Regions from separate parts of the Sus scrofa genome. Here regions 1, 2 and 3 are each linked to region 4. A link is a contact called in public Hi-C, HiChIP or PLAC-seq and promoter capture Hi-C data. All regions are on one chromosome and are shown on one strand. The core of a region is the stretch at or near the end of the contact, and the rest is flanking DNA. Distances in the headings are between cores, read along the strand shown.

Evidence for each region. Promoter capture Hi-C pulls out the DNA fragments that hold promoters and counts their contacts. Hi-C and Micro-C count contacts between places; a contact is called where the count stands out from the background. HiChIP or PLAC-seq counts read pairs in DNA pulled down with a chosen protein or histone mark.
Region 1: a contact with region 4 is called in a promoter capture Hi-C map of fetal skeletal muscle, with 7 times the contacts expected there. The contact joins the promoter of NUDT2 here to the promoter of CNTFR in region 4. A contact is called at or near these places in 3 of 5 promoter capture datasets (fetal liver, fetal skeletal muscle and liver), 17 of 47 Hi-C or Micro-C datasets (adipose tissue, alveolar macrophages, brain and 11 more) and 1 of 2 datasets of contacts at active chromatin or transcription factors (skeletal muscle).
Region 2: a contact with region 4 is called in an H3K27ac HiChIP or PLAC-seq map of alveolar macrophages. The contact joins the promoter of KIAA1161 here to the promoter of CNTFR in region 4. A contact is called at or near these places in 1 of 47 Hi-C or Micro-C datasets (embryonic fibroblasts) and 2 of 2 datasets of contacts at active chromatin or transcription factors (alveolar macrophages and skeletal muscle).
Region 3: a contact with region 4 is called in a Hi-C map of skeletal muscle, with 4 times the contacts expected there. The contact joins the enhancer-like site here to the promoter of CNTFR in region 4. A contact is called at or near these places in 20 of 47 Hi-C or Micro-C datasets (adipose tissue, alveolar macrophages, embryonic fibroblasts and 11 more) and 1 of 2 datasets of contacts at active chromatin or transcription factors (skeletal muscle).

What each region holds. Positions count from the first base shown.
Region 1 is chr10:32,464,895-32,468,328 of Sscrofa11.1, forward strand. It overlaps NUDT2 (nudix hydrolase 2), which reads right to left and starts at 1,941. Exons shown (of 4, transcript NM_214309.2): 1 at 1,858-1,941. The region is part of intron 2 of KIF24 (kinesin-like protein KIF24); the gene reads left to right.
Region 2 is chr10:32,434,183-32,437,754 of Sscrofa11.1, forward strand. It overlaps KIAA1161, which reads left to right and starts at 2,167. Exons shown (of 2, transcript XM_021064686.1): 1 at 2,167-2,627. It overlaps C10H9orf24 (spermatid-specific manchette-related protein 1), which reads left to right. Exons shown (of 6, transcript XM_021064685.1): 6 at 17-734. The coding sequence ends at 103.
Region 3 is chr10:32,368,588-32,372,168 of Sscrofa11.1, forward strand. All of the region lies in intron 1 of FAM219A (protein FAM219A), which reads left to right. Among named protein-coding and RNA genes, the nearest start is that of FAM219A, 15 kb to the left of the region's middle. Within about 2 kb of position 1,799, at least 3 of the 83 cell types and tissues checked have an H3K27ac peak or open chromatin away from gene starts, as enhancers often do. A contact at or near this core is called in skeletal muscle, where this site is marked.
Region 4 is chr10:32,210,008-32,213,333 of Sscrofa11.1, forward strand. CNTFR (ciliary neurotrophic factor receptor subunit alpha) reads left to right here and starts at 1,802. Exons shown (of 11, transcript XM_021064676.1): 1 at 1,802-1,972.

The DNA.
Region 1 (3,434 bases), core at 691-3,190, 260 kb after region 4:
TAATGGCATGCTCTCTATTCTTATTGACAGCTGAATCAAGACATGGCTTTTCATATTTTTTGCAAAAGTGCCAGTGCTTATAGTTCCCTTTGTGGCTCAGCAGGTTACAAACCCGACTGGTATCCATAAGGATGTGGGTTTGATCCCTGGCCTCCATCAGTGGGTTAAGGATATGGCATTGCTGCAAACTGCGACATAGGTCGAAGATGTAGCTTGGATCTTGTGTTGCCATGGCTGTGGCGTGGGCCCCAGCTGAGGCTCCAATTCAACCCCTGGCAGGGGAAATTCTTTCTATATGCTGCAGGTGCGGCCAAAAAAAAAAAAAAAAAGTGCAGGTGAACACACTCTTCATCACACCATGTATATCCCTTATGTATAAGGTCCCATAAGATAAATTCCTTTTAATATAAGTACCAAGAAGAAATTTCACTCTTTTGAAGAATGGGTTGTTTCCTTAATTATTAGGTATTTAACTGCCGAGTTTTGAACTAAATTGGGTACTCATTTACAATAAATCTAATGGCCCCATCAGCTAGTATATTTTCTTGTTTCTCTTATGAAGATAATAGCTACCACTTTTTGAAGAATTAGTACTTGTCAGGCACTGTGCCAAGTGCTTTGCCTTCATTATTTCACTTAGTCTTCACCACAACCCTACATGGAGCTACTGTCAGTTTTCCGGAGAGCTAAAAGGAAACTATAGCCCAGAGGTACGTCTGGATAGTGACTTAAAAGTTGATCTGCGGAGTTCCCGTCGTGGCTCAGCGGTTAACGAGTTTGACTAGCATCCATGAGGATTCAGGTTTGATCCCTGGCCTTGCTCAGCGGGTTAAGAATCCCGCGTTGCCGTAAGCTGTGGTTTAAGTGGCAGATGCGGCTCAGATCTGGCATTGCAGTGCTTGTGGTGTAGGCCTGGCAGCTACAGCTCCGATTGGGCCCCTAGCCTGGGAATCTCTATATGCCGAAGCTGCGGCCCTAAAAAGCAAAAAAAAAAAAAAAAAAAAAAAAAAGGTAGATCTGCCTATCTCCCAACATCGTTCCCAACCTTGCTCTATACTAGCTGCATTTGGCTATTCCATTGCATTGAGTTTTAATTTTAATTTACCATTTTATTTTAATCTGCCATTTATATGTGTATACGTAGGTATTCGAACATATATATTTTTTTTCCTTAGGAAATATAACAAATACACAGAGTACGAAACAGGCCACAAGGGAAAAAGGAAGTTTTCTGTTCTATTTTGTTTTGGCTGTGCCCTTTGGCATATGAAAATTCCGGGCTGGAGATGAAACCCGCGCCACAGCAGTGACCCAAGCCTCTGCAGTAACAAAGCGGATCCTTAACCCGCTGAGCCACAAAAAAACTCCAGTAAGTTATGTTTTAGGTAGTGGGACTCTCGGGTGACTTTACTTCTGCTATAATTACAATATTATCGATTCAATAAATGAAGTAATTAGAAAATATAAAACCTCTTTTGGAAAGTAGGCAGGGTTTAAAGGGTAACAACAAAGTTAAAACTGAGGTCCAGGGAGGAGAAGGTATGGCGCTCGGATCGCTGGGCCCTAAACACAGAACTCCGGGATTCTGAAGACCCACTCGATCACCATTTACATGAGGCTAAGCAAGGCTCGCGGGGCCATTGATCTCTCCCTTCTCCCTGCGCATATAAGAAAACTGAGATCCTGCGAACTGCGGGGGCCTGGCCTGCACACGCCACACTGTCAGCTTGGAGGAGAGCACGTCCATCTTTGACCGTGCAGCCACAGGAAGTTATTCAGCTGCAGGTTCTCATTGCCCTGAGCCTCAGTTTCTCCGCGGAGAACTAAAGCCAAGGATCCCTCTCTAAGGCTACTCACCCGAAGCAGAAAAAGGCAGAAGGCGGGCCCTGGACAGAGACTGGGGTGCACCCACCAATCCGGAGAGCTCGGCTGCGCTCTGGGCAACCAACAGCTCTGGGGCAAAAAGATGGGAACCCGCCTCAAAGGCTCCAGTTTTCTCTTTCAGAACATCGCGAGATTTTCACTTACGCGGAACCATTGGTTGAAAAGCGGAAATTGAGGGATACGCCCACTGCTTCATCGGGTCCTGATTGGTCTTCTAGAGGAGAGGGCGGCTCACGTTCCCGAGTACCCTGGATGCCCATTGGTGGAATGTGCGGGACTGCCGGCGCGCGGGCGTCGGCGCGGGCGTTCGAACCAGCGCTTGGCGGCGTTGCCATAGGGATGCGGCCTGGCCGCAGTCTCTAGCTCCGGAGCTGACAGTGCGCGTCGGTCGCCCGCCTAGGGGCTCTCACCTTTCGGTGTTGTCTTCTCTTGTCCTCAGACAGGGTTGACCGAGGAGGAATTTGGAAGCCTCCGAGGTGAGAAATGGCGAGGGAACACCGGGGCGGGGTGGCCTGGTCGGGAGCCTTGGTGCCTGCCCCGCGGGAGAAGGTCCGCAGGGCGCCCGCCGAGCGCGTGAGGAGGCGGGTGGTTGCAAGGGAACCGGGGATTGGCTTCTCTCGGGTGTCCGAACGTCCAGCGAACTCGCCTTTTTCCTGGCTTCTCCTGTGAAGCCTTTTCTGAGTCTCTTGCTTTGAACCCTTAACCCTAACTGGAACCTCTCTTAGAGCATTTTTGTTCCGCCTTAGGTTATTTGTGTACTTCCGCGAACCCCCGTTTCCTCTCTTGTCCCATCTAATTCAGAGGTCTTTGAGGCAAGGCAAGCAACTTTACATATGTAGATTTTTCAAGAAATATTTGTTGAGTTAAATTTAATTCACCTCAGATAGGTTGAATTCCTCTCTATTCCCTGCCGCATTTTTCCTTCCATACAGAGATTATTTTTTATTTTTATGGGTATGGGGGAGGACATCGTAATCTCATATTCAGCAGAACCTGAAAGTTCACGGTTGGCCTTTCCACTCTTTGTGAAAGGGAAAACTTTTGGATTACTTGCTACAATTCTTCCTTTCCGTCTTGTGGTTTTTAGTCTTGGTCTCCCAGTGTATTTTATCAGACTTTCTATTAGCCTTTATTAAAAAAAACAAAAAACAAAAAACAAAAAAACAAAAAAAACCCCCACCATTCTGGAGTTCCCGTCGTGGCTCAGTGGTTAACGAATCAGACTAGGAACCATAAGGTTGCATGTTCGATCCCTGGCCTTGCTCAGTGGGTTAAGGATCTGGCATTGTCGTGAGCTATGGTGTAGGTTGCAGACGAGGCTCGGATCCCGCGTGGCTGTGGCTGTGGCCGGCGGCTACAGCTCCGATTAGACCCCTAGCCTGGGAACCTCCATATGCCATGGGAGCAGCCCTAGAAAAGGCAAAAAGACAAAAAAACCCCAAAAAACCAAAACAAAACCATTCTGTTGTTGCTGTGATGCCAAGAGAGTTGATCTCAGTTTCTTAATGACCCACAGCTCTTGTGATATTTTAAATGTGTTTAGGAAAATG
Region 2 (3,572 bases), core at 917-3,416, 220 kb after region 4:
CCGCTTCCTCCCCCAGGAGTGTATCGCCTTGCGAGCACCGGCCCGGAATGCATTGTGCTGTTTTAACTCCCCCGCAGTCATACTACCCTTGTCCCAACCTTAGGTAAGTCTGGTGTACACACAGGCAAATGCGCACGTACGAGGAAGCTGTAACCTTGGAGCTGCTGGGGATCCCGGGACTAGTTGGGGTGGCAACCATCCACTGCGATGCACCTACTGGAAAGTGTCACCAGGGGGCGGTGGTGCCATGGGGAAGTCAGAACTGGCTGCTAAATGAGGACCCCCCATGAGAGGGCATGGAGATGGCATTGAGGGGTTACAGGCTGGCCATGGTACTTAAAGTCAAGAGATCAGGACATTAGGTTCAGGGCTTGGAATAATGGGTAAAAAGTCTGTTAGGGAGCGGGTATCAGGAATCTAAAATTTAACTGTAGAACCTAAAGTTAAGAGGTCAATGTTGGAGCCTAGGGAGCTGGGAGCAAAATGCTGAAATAAGGTTAGCATTGAGAATTGTGGAGCAAAATGCAGGAGTTAGCATTGAGAATTGCCAGGCAGGTATGAGGGTCCAAAAGAGCTGACGCATCTCTCCCCACAGATGGGACACAAGTCACTTCAAGAAGACTGGTGGCCCCCAGAGAAACAACTATGTTGTCCACCCTGAGTTTGTGTCTGAGACCTATCCTGACTACCACTGCTGGTAGACCCCAGACTGGCCGGGCTAAGGGGGCTGAGCAATAAATAAATTCTTCACCCTAAAGCCTGCCGCCAGTGTCCTTCCCCAGAAGGATCTGGCAGTGAGGAGCCAGTCACTCAGGCCTCTGCCAAGCCCCCTCAACTGCGATGCAGTTCTCAAAGTCGCCTTGTCCATTTCATCACCTCAATATTTCCCTTGGGTGGTCCGGAGTGCCCTCCTGACACATAATATTCCTATGAGGGGCATGTCCTCCTCCTTTCCACCTCAGAGCCCAAACTAGCCATGCGGGAGGGCCCATCTACCTCTCAACCCCAGGAGAGCCCTACAGCTGACATTTCCCCACTATCCCCCAAGCTTAGATGTCCCTTCACCTCCATGCCTCCATTCTGCAGTCAGAGCCATGTCCCTATTCCCAACGTTCTTGATCTCTGTTCCCAGAGCCTCCATCACAGCCTAAAAGTCTCTGTTCAGATACCCTTGCTGCCATGCCCACCCAAGTCCAAGGGGTCCAAACAATTTTGAAGGGTTTCATGACCAAGAAATTTCAAATTATAAAACAAAGCCCTGGGAGGAAGGGGTGGGGTGTTCCAAAATCTCTAGGATCTTCCGTATGTTTGCACCCAGTTCCCCCTGGAGGGAGAAGTATGGTGAGGCATGCCCACTTCCTTGTAGCATGGGTTTTCTTTCTTTCTTTCTTTTTTTTTTTTTTTTTGTCATTAGGGCCACAGGAAGTTCCCAGGCTAGGGGTCAAATCAGAGCTGCAGCTGCTGGCCACAACCACAGCCACAGCAAAGCCAGATCCTAGCTGCATCTGTGACCTAGAGCACAGCTCAGGGCAACTGCAGATCCTTTTACCTTTAACCCACTGAGGGAGACAAAGAATCAAACCCACATCCTCATGGATACTAGTCAGATTCTTAACCCACTGAGCCACAGTGGGAACTCCAGCATGGGTACTTCTAATGGCTTTCATCAAGGGGAGTGGGGGGCAGTGGATGGGGAAAGGCGTTGCAAAATACCGAGCAGAAGCTTGTCTTCTCAGTTCCTGATCTCAGATGCTGTGGTCTGGTCTAGTGGGAATGTACAGGTTGGGCCTCCAAGCTGGTGGAACTAAGCTCCCTCTGTGGGGTCCTTGATTGGATCTAACCTGCATTGAACCACTGAGATCCTCCCAGAATTTCGCTACCCTAACACCATGTGGTGAAATTTTTCCCCTATGGAGACCTAATAAGCGTTATACCCAGACGACCTCAAGCTGCTCACATCTGGAGAAAAATAAATCCCAAGGGTTCGGCTCCGCCCCTTTGCCCGGCAGCTCTCTCCTCCTCAGACGATTCCCAAATTTAGCCCAGAGGTTGGAGGACTCTATATAATAAAGTTCGACAGTTGCACCTTTCTCCAGAACTACATTTCCCAGCAGGCCTGGGGCAGAGAGCCGCCCTCTTGAGGGTAAGCAATGGCCGCGGGGGAGGGGGCGGGGTTCTGAAGGCTGAGGAGGCGGGCTTGGGAGGTTCCAGGCTGGCAGAGGGCCCAAGCTGCCCGGAGTTGGGCACAGAGCAGAGGAGGAGTGGCGCGGGGGTGTAGGGGGAGGCACGGAAGCTAAGGGGCGTGGCCTCAAGTCCTCGTGACACTGTGGGAGGATGGTCTTGCTCCACGGACTCAGGTGGACTCCACGACTCTAGGCGAGACCAAAAGACCGGGGCGTGGCCGAGCGGCCAGGGGGCGGGGCCCGAGGAGGGCCTCAGCTGTCTTCAGTGAGGCGGCGCCCCGCGCTGCGCTGTTGCCACTCAACTTCAGCTAGCGTGGAGGGGCTCGGCGGGAGCCTCCCCTTTACCTTCACTTCTGGAGTCGACTGCCTTGAATGAGCCTAGCGGGAAGTCCTTGGGAGGTTGCCGAGGGAGGACATTTCCTGAACTTTCGCTCCTACAAACGAGTAAGTAGGTGTGGCGAGCCTGGACACCTGGGCCCCTCCTCCGGCCGCGGTTCCCAGCGGGCACTGGTCCCTTGACCTCAGTCTGTCCCTTCGGACCTTGTAGCTGCAGCGCGGGAGGTGGGGGGTGGGGGATTCCAGGCTGTAGACTCGGTCACTCGATCCCCTGGATCCCGACGCTGGGCAGGACAGGGAGATGGGCCGGATCGAGTTGCCTTTGACATTTCCAATCCCACCCTACCCCCGGAATCTTGTGTTCGACAAACCGCTTGACATGGAATGGCCTCCCGTCAGTTGGGCTGGGCCCGCTGCCCCGCCCCCCCCCGCCGCCCCCGCCTTCAGACCCCGCTAGGGGCTGTCAGCCAAGACTGAGGTTGAGTGTCTAGTGGGCAGAGGCTTGGCTAGGGCAAACCCCACCTGCCAGTATTAGCGGGAGTTTGTCCAGATGGCGGAGGCTGCGGATTACAGGGGTCTCTAGCTCCACCGTTAACGCCGGAATCACAGTTCCTCCCCCACAGCCCCTGTACCAGATGCCACAAAAATTGCCACTTCCCACCACCAGAAACCTTCCTGAAGCAAGCAGCAGCACCAGCCCTTGGGAAGACAGGCCTCACCATGCCCACACCCACCTAATGGAAGCCTATCCCACCCTCTTGGCCACAGATCTCCTTTGCTGTGTTCAGATAGCCAGTCAGACCATTATCTTCCATTCCTAAAACTTAATACCATGGAGGGTTAAGCCTCCATTTTGTCTTTTTTTTTTTTTTTTCTTTTTCTTTTTCTTTTTAGGGTCGCATCCGTGGCATATGAAGTTTCCCAGGCTAGATATCGAATCAGAGCTGAAGCTGCTGGCCTACACCACAGCCACAGTAACTTGGGATCTCAGCTGCATCTGCGACCTACACCACAGCTCACGGCAACACTGGATCATTAACCCACTTAGCGAGG
Region 3 (3,581 bases), core at 549-3,048, 160 kb after region 4:
CCACAGCAGCCGCAACTAAACCACATCTGCAACCTACACCACAGCTCATGGCAACACCGGCTCTTTAACCCACTGAGAGAGGCCAGAGATCAAACCCGCATCTTCATGGATGCTGGTTGGATTCGTTACCACTGAGCCACGGCAGGAACTCCTCCACTGGCTTTTGAGGCATCTATGCTAGGCTTCTGCCCTTCCTGCCAGCCATACTTTCTACCATCCATAACAACTTTCTTCCCAGTTGGTCCAGCCAGGCCCTTCACGTCCTCTCGTCTATTGGCATCTTGAGGCCTCCTCTCCTCTTAAGTATTCTCTCCCCTCTCCTTCTCTGCCTATTGCACTCCTACCTTTCTTCAGAGGCCCATAGAAACCCCCTCCTCCAGGAAGCCTTCCCTGACTATCCTAGTGAGTTTTCAACCAATGCCCAAAGCCTCTATGACCTCTAGCATGTAACTTGACACATATGATGTGCTGATTTGGAGTGTCCACTTTGATGCATTGTGTTGTGAATTCTATCATCCCAACTCCCCTTTTAACTCCTTGGCTCCCCAGAGCTCCCAGTCTGGCCGAGAAGAAACCTGCTCGCATGAAGCAGAACTATAGAAAACTACAGCTCCTTCCTTTAAACACGAGTAAGAGTAGGGAGGAGTTGGGAGGTGATTCTAGGGAGCAGAGCAGGAGAGACCCAGAGGGAGACAACTGGGTGGGAGTTATCAGAGTAGGAGGTACTTGTGGGGAATTGTGGGAGATGCAGGGGATAGTTAGATTGGAGCACTCATTTATTATTCAAAAAATATCTTTTGAGGAGTTCCCATCGTGGCACAGTGGTTAACAAATCTGACTAGGAACCATGAGGTTGCGGGTTCAATCCCTGGCCTCGCTCAGTGGGTTAAGGATCTGGCGTTGCCATGAGTTGTGGTGTAGATCGCAGATGCAGCTTGGATCCCGTGTTGCTGAACCTCCATATGCCGAGGGAGCGGCCCTAGAAAAGGCAAAAAAACAAATATATATATATATATATATATATCTTTTGCGCATCTGCTACTTGCAAGACACTGTACCAGTCACAAGGGATAATAGGACAAATAAAGGCAAACATGGTCCCTGCCTTTATGAACTGGCAATCTAGTGGGAGAGACAGATACTCAACAAATAAAATGCACACATAAAATTACAGTGACAAACTACGACAGGTGCTGGAAAAGACAAGAACAAGGTGGCATGAGAGAATACTAAAGCCTTCCATATTAGACTGAGGATGTCAGGCAAAGCTCCTATGAGAGTAACATTTGAGGGATTCCCATTGTGGCTTAGCAGGTTAAGAACCCCACTAGTATCTGTGAGGATGCGGGTTCAATCCCTGACCTCGCTCAGTGGGTTAAGGACCTGGTATCGCCATGAGCTGTGGTGTAGGTCACAGATGAGGCTCGGATCCAGCGTTGCTGTGGCTGTGGTGCAGGTTAGTGGCTGCAGCTCCAGTTGGACCCCTAGCCTGGGAGCTTCCATATGCCACACTTGCAGCCCTAAAAAGCAAAAAAATAAAGAAAGAAAGAAAGAAAAAGAAAGTGACATTTGAGCCCTGATACAAGATGAGAAGGAGCTTGAATCTCTGACAAGGAGTGACTTGCTTCATGCTCCCCAGTGGGTGGGGACTCCCAGCTGCGTGGGCAGTCTGAATCCCGAATCCCTGCAAACCAGCCTTTCTCCATCCTCTCCCTTTGCAGCATGAGGTCCATTTTCAGGAGTGGAAGCCATGGGAGAACACAGGAGAGCCAACCCAGCCGCCCTCCCATTGGTAGCAAAGCAGAGGATTTGGCAGCCCACTTTGTTGTGAGGCTGGAAAAGCTATGAATAGCTCTGTGATGTGTAATACTTAGTGAGCCAAAAACTTAGCTCTGCTGATGATGAACTCCTACCTGAACCTTCCACCATTGGATGACTTGCACACATCCTCCTGGAGATGAAAACAAGTATCTGGGGCTCCTGGAGGGAGGGGAAAGTGCCAGCCTGGATGTCCTGTTCTCTGTGTGTCAGGCATGGGGTTCACATTCTTTTTACCACAGAAACCAAATGCTACAAGCTGCTCTGTTCAGGGGCAGGACTGCCTCTGGTGGGAAAGCCAGCAGTCTATTGGCCTATAAATCACAGCAGCTGGTGAGAGGGGCCTCCACTGGGGCCTCCTACAAATCCCTAAGGGGTTCCATGAGGATTTCAGCTTCCAGAAAGTCCTCTCTGCTCTCAGTGGGCCGCTGCTTCCAGCCCTGGCCCAGAGGAGGTCATAAGATTAGGGAAAGGCCGAGTGGGGATATTGATGTGGGGAAGTGGTGGTGGCTAGTAAGTAGTTTGGAGAAGAGGAGGGAAAATCACATGCAGTCGGGGAGGGAGACCAAGTTGGGGGATGATATTCAAGGTTGAAAACAATGACACTGGAGTTCCATTATGGCTCAGTGAAAACGAATCTGACTAGCATCCATTAGGACGCAGGTTCGATCCCTGGCCTCACTCCTTGGGTTAAGGATCCGGCATTGCCATGAGCTGTGGTGTAGGTTTCAGACATGGCTCCGCTCTGACATTCCTGTGGCTGCGGCTGGCAGCTACAGCTCCAATTCGACCCCTAGCCTGGGAACTTCCATATGCCGCAGGTGTGGCCCCAAAAGGACAGACAACAAAAAAGGAAAACAGGAGTTCCTGTCGTGGCGCAGTGGTTAACAAATCCAACTAGGAACCATGAGGTTGCGGGTTCGATCCCTGCCCTTGCTCAGTGGGTTAACGATCCGGTGTTGCCATGAGCTGTGGTGCAGGTTGCAGACCCAGCTCGGATCCTGCGTTGCTGTGGCTCTGGCGTAGGCCGGTGGCTACAGCTCTGATTAGACCCCTAGCCTGGGAACCTCCATATGCTGCAGGAGTGGCCCTAGAAAAGGCAAAAAGACAAAAAAAAAAAAAAAAAAAAAGGAAAACATTGGCACCAAGGGAACCAGTCAGCAAAATATGTTCTATCATCCATCGGCCTCCCTGTTCCTGATGGAACCTGTTTCACATCCTTCATTTGCCAGGGCTGAGCTACAGCAGACAGGTTGTCTAAGGAAGCCCCCATGAGAGGAGTTGGTCTGAGTGTCCTTGGGAGGTAGAGATCAGGGAGAGCTGGTGAGGGCCTTAGAGGAGGAGCTGTTCACGGCCCTGGTAGGAAGTCAGCTAGGCACACTCTAGCTCTAGCACTTCTGCTATGACCTTCGACCAGGCTCCTAATCTTTCAGGCTATTTATAAAATAAATAATGTCATGCACATGAAAATGAACTGCCAATTACTGTATCATGTCTGATCTAAAGGTTGATGGTGATTAAGGAGTTGGTGATTTCCATTTTTTTGCAAGTGCTTCCCTAAGGGAGCTTTTACAGGAAAAGGTGAGACAATGGTTTATGGTTTATTCTTCTCATTATCAAAAAGAGGAGTTCTTGGCCTTCTTGGCAGGGCCCTGATTAGGCCAGGTGAGAGATGGAAGTGCTCTGTGCACTCCTTGATTCCCAGAGGAGGCTCCATTGAGTGGGCTGGGCTGGGGGAGGGCCCCCCCCGCCCAGCGCATCCC
Region 4 (3,326 bases), core at 552-3,051:
GGGGCACCCCCGGTCCCAGCACCTAACCTCTCTCAGGCCTAGTTTCGGCGCGTTCGCGGGTGAGGTGTGTAATTCCGCCCCACCCCATTTCGAGGCACGTCTCAACTCCTTCCTGGTGCCCACACCTTGTCCTCGCCCGCGGCCGGGGTACTTGGAGGCTCCGAGCCCAAGAGGCTGGATAAAGAAATCTGTGGATGGGGGTGAGCTGGATCTCAGCTGGGCGTCCACTACTTCTCTATGTGTTCTTAAGCCCCAGCTGGCCTTCTCTGAGCCCCAGCCCCGGCTGACCCCCGCCGGGTGCACTGAGAGGGATTCTGCAGCCACGGAAGTGAAAGTGAAAAGCCTGGGCAGCGGCGGGAAGAAGGTTTTTCCTCTGCATTGGGAGTCCCTGAGGCATTTGTTGGGAAAGGGCCCGGGCGCTCTGGGCAGCTTACTGGGGAAGGGTGTGAGGAAGCAGCGAGATATTTCCTTCCCACCCCCTCCCCTCCCCCAGCCCTTGCGCAGCTCCCGGGAGGGGCCAGGCGCAGGGATTATGGGTCAAAGGTCAGGTGAAAAATCCGTGGGGTGGGGATAGGGGTGGGCCACTGGTTCTCCGCCTCTGGCATTCACCCTTTCAATATTGCGCTCTCCCTTGGCCTCAGAAGAAGTCGGGTTGTCTAACCTTAATCCCCCATGTTGTCGCCAGACCGGAGGCCTGGGGGCGAGTGAAGCGAGCACACCCGCCCCTCAGAGGCCCAGGCTGCAAAAAGGAAAGCTCTAGGGGCGAACCTCCAGCGCCAAACTCTGGCCCTCGCGCTCTGGCACTGCCCGTCTAGGCATAGAGGGCGCACCCTCCCTACGCCCCGCAATCCCGGTGGAGGTCTCTCCCGAGGCCGTGGGTCCGGGGCGGAGGGAGGAGGTGAAGAAGGACAGGGTAGCAGTGGTGTGTCACTGGAGACTTGGTGGGAGGTGAGGGTCTTGGTTCCCAGTCTGGTCCATCCAGGGTCTCAGGGGCAAATAGCCCCCTTCCCTCCGCTCAAGGGGTGTGAATGTCTGTGACTGGGAGGAGGGGTCACTGCTGGGGGCGGTAGGACCACGGGAGGGACGGAGACGGCTGGCCGTCCCTGCCCAAAGTGGGGCCTGGGGGCTCGGGCTCTCCTTCTTCTCACAGAGATGCCAGCGGGAGGACCCCGAGAGTTGGCCCTGGGTATGCCAGGGAGTCGGTGCGAGGCAGCCTGGGCCTGAACGTGTGGGAGTGTGCACAGCGGAGACCTGGCCGAGGCTGAGTGAGAGAGTGAGTGTGAATGAGCGACCCCGGGGAGGTTGAGTGCGCGCCCAGCGGCCCTGGGGGATCCCGCGGAGTGGGTGTGGGTGTGGGTGCGCGCGCGTTTTTGAGACCCGCGGTCAGGGCTGCGCGTGAAGCGCGGGGACCACGGCCGTCTGGAGGGCGTTCCCGAGGAAGGGCGATTGCGAGCGGGCCACGCGTGCCAGTGCGGGCGAGTGTGCCCGCGGGGGGAGGGTGCGTGCCAGCGCGAGGCCAGTGGGAGTGGGGGCTCACAGGCCTGCGCAGGGTGAGTGTGCCCGCGCGAGTGGGGCCGCGCGTGCCGGGCGCGGGAGCGTGCCACAGCGGAGGCGCGCGGGGGCCGTGGCCGGGAGGGGGTCGTGGCGCGCGGCCGCGGAGGCGGGGGAGACAAGGCGGGAGGGGGAAGGGAGCGAGGGCGCGCGCGGCCGAGCGGGCGCCCGCGGTCACATGGGCGAGGGAAGGAGGGAGGGAGCGCGCGAGGGAGGGAGGAGGATGGGGGGGTTAAAGCCTCCGAGCGCCGAGGAGCCGGTGCAGAGCGGGCGGCGGCGGCGGCAGCGGAGGCGGCGGCTCCAGCCGGCGCGGCGCGGGGCTCGGGGCTCGGCGGCGGGATCCGGCAGCAGTGGTAGCTTCGCGCTCCCTGCCGGGGCGGTCGAAGGGCGACGTGTGGAGCCCCGGCGGTCCGAGGGCGCGGTGAGTACCCTGCACGGACCGCGCGCGGCCGGACCTTCAAACCCTCGGGCTGACCGACAGACCCGCGGCCCTCGTGCGCGCGGGAAGAGGGAGGGGACATGAGTGGGCCCGAGACCGGGGTGGAGGGGGACAGGAAAGTTCACGGGAAACTTTACGCGTAAGCTCGGGGGCGGGGGCGCTGGAGAAGCGGCCCCCCATGTCCGGGCGCGCCGCGGGTTGGGCGTGGTGGTGGTGGTGGTGGTGGGGGCGGACAGTCGGCCGGCGGGAGGTGGCAGGGGCCGATTGCCCTCTCCTCCCAGTTCTCCCTCACCCCTCGGCAGCGCGCGCAGGGTCTGGGAAAATTCCGGAGCTGGGGGGTCGCAGTGACCCCCGCGCGCCCAGAGGCGGCTTCCTTCTCCAGCAGGAATCTGGACTTCAGATCGCCCAGGGGTGTGAACGGACGGTTGCGCGTCTGCCAGTGTCTGTGTGTCCGTGTGAATCCGCGCGTGTGTGTGTGTGCGCGCGCGTGTGTGCCGGCGTGAGGCTGTCTGTGGTTCCCTCGTGAGTCCGCCTGGATGTGTGTCCATTTAGTGGGTTTCCGCCGGTATCTCTTTGTAAGCCCTCCTGTGTTGTGTGTCCATGTGAGTCCGCTTGTGGTCTCTCCCCGTCTCTTTGTGAGTCTGCCGTTGTGTGTCTCCTCTAGTGCGGCTCGCCAAGAGCCGGCCTGGGTGTCCCTGTGTTGCTCAGAGTAGTGTATCTCCCTGTGCGTGGGGGCTGGGCCGCAGGGAGGTCACCAGACGGACAGCTCTCCTCCCCGGCTCCTCGCCTCTCCTCCCGCGTCTAGCTCTCGCTCTCGCCCGTTCCCTCGGCCCCCTCCCCCCTTCAGTAGCTTCAGGCGGGCAGGACTATTTCACGCCTTGTTGAAAATTCAGGATTTTCTTTCTCTTTCCGTCTAGTCTTTCTCTCTGAGAAGCGTCTGTGTGTGTCTGTGGCTGGCAGCTTGTCTGCAGCATTGGGTGTGTGTTTGCGTGCCGCTGTAGGAGTGCGTGTCTGCAACACTAGTTGTTCTGCTTGTAATACTTGGTATATTTGTGTGTCACTGAGGATGTGCGTGTGGCGGTAATCACTGAGGTGGTGGGAGTATGAAGTGCCGGCTGTGTTTGTGCATCTATAATTGCAGTTTGTCCAGGGGGTCTTGACTCTGGATGTGATGGTGTACCAGTGCCTATGTGGGGATGATGGGGCTTGAACAATTGAATAGTCCTGTGGCTGTAGGCTAACCAGGGCTTGGTGGGTGCAGGGGGCTGTGTCTCAATGAACTATGCATCCCTGCTCCACGGCCATAACCCACACAAATCCTGTGGACTGGTTCTTA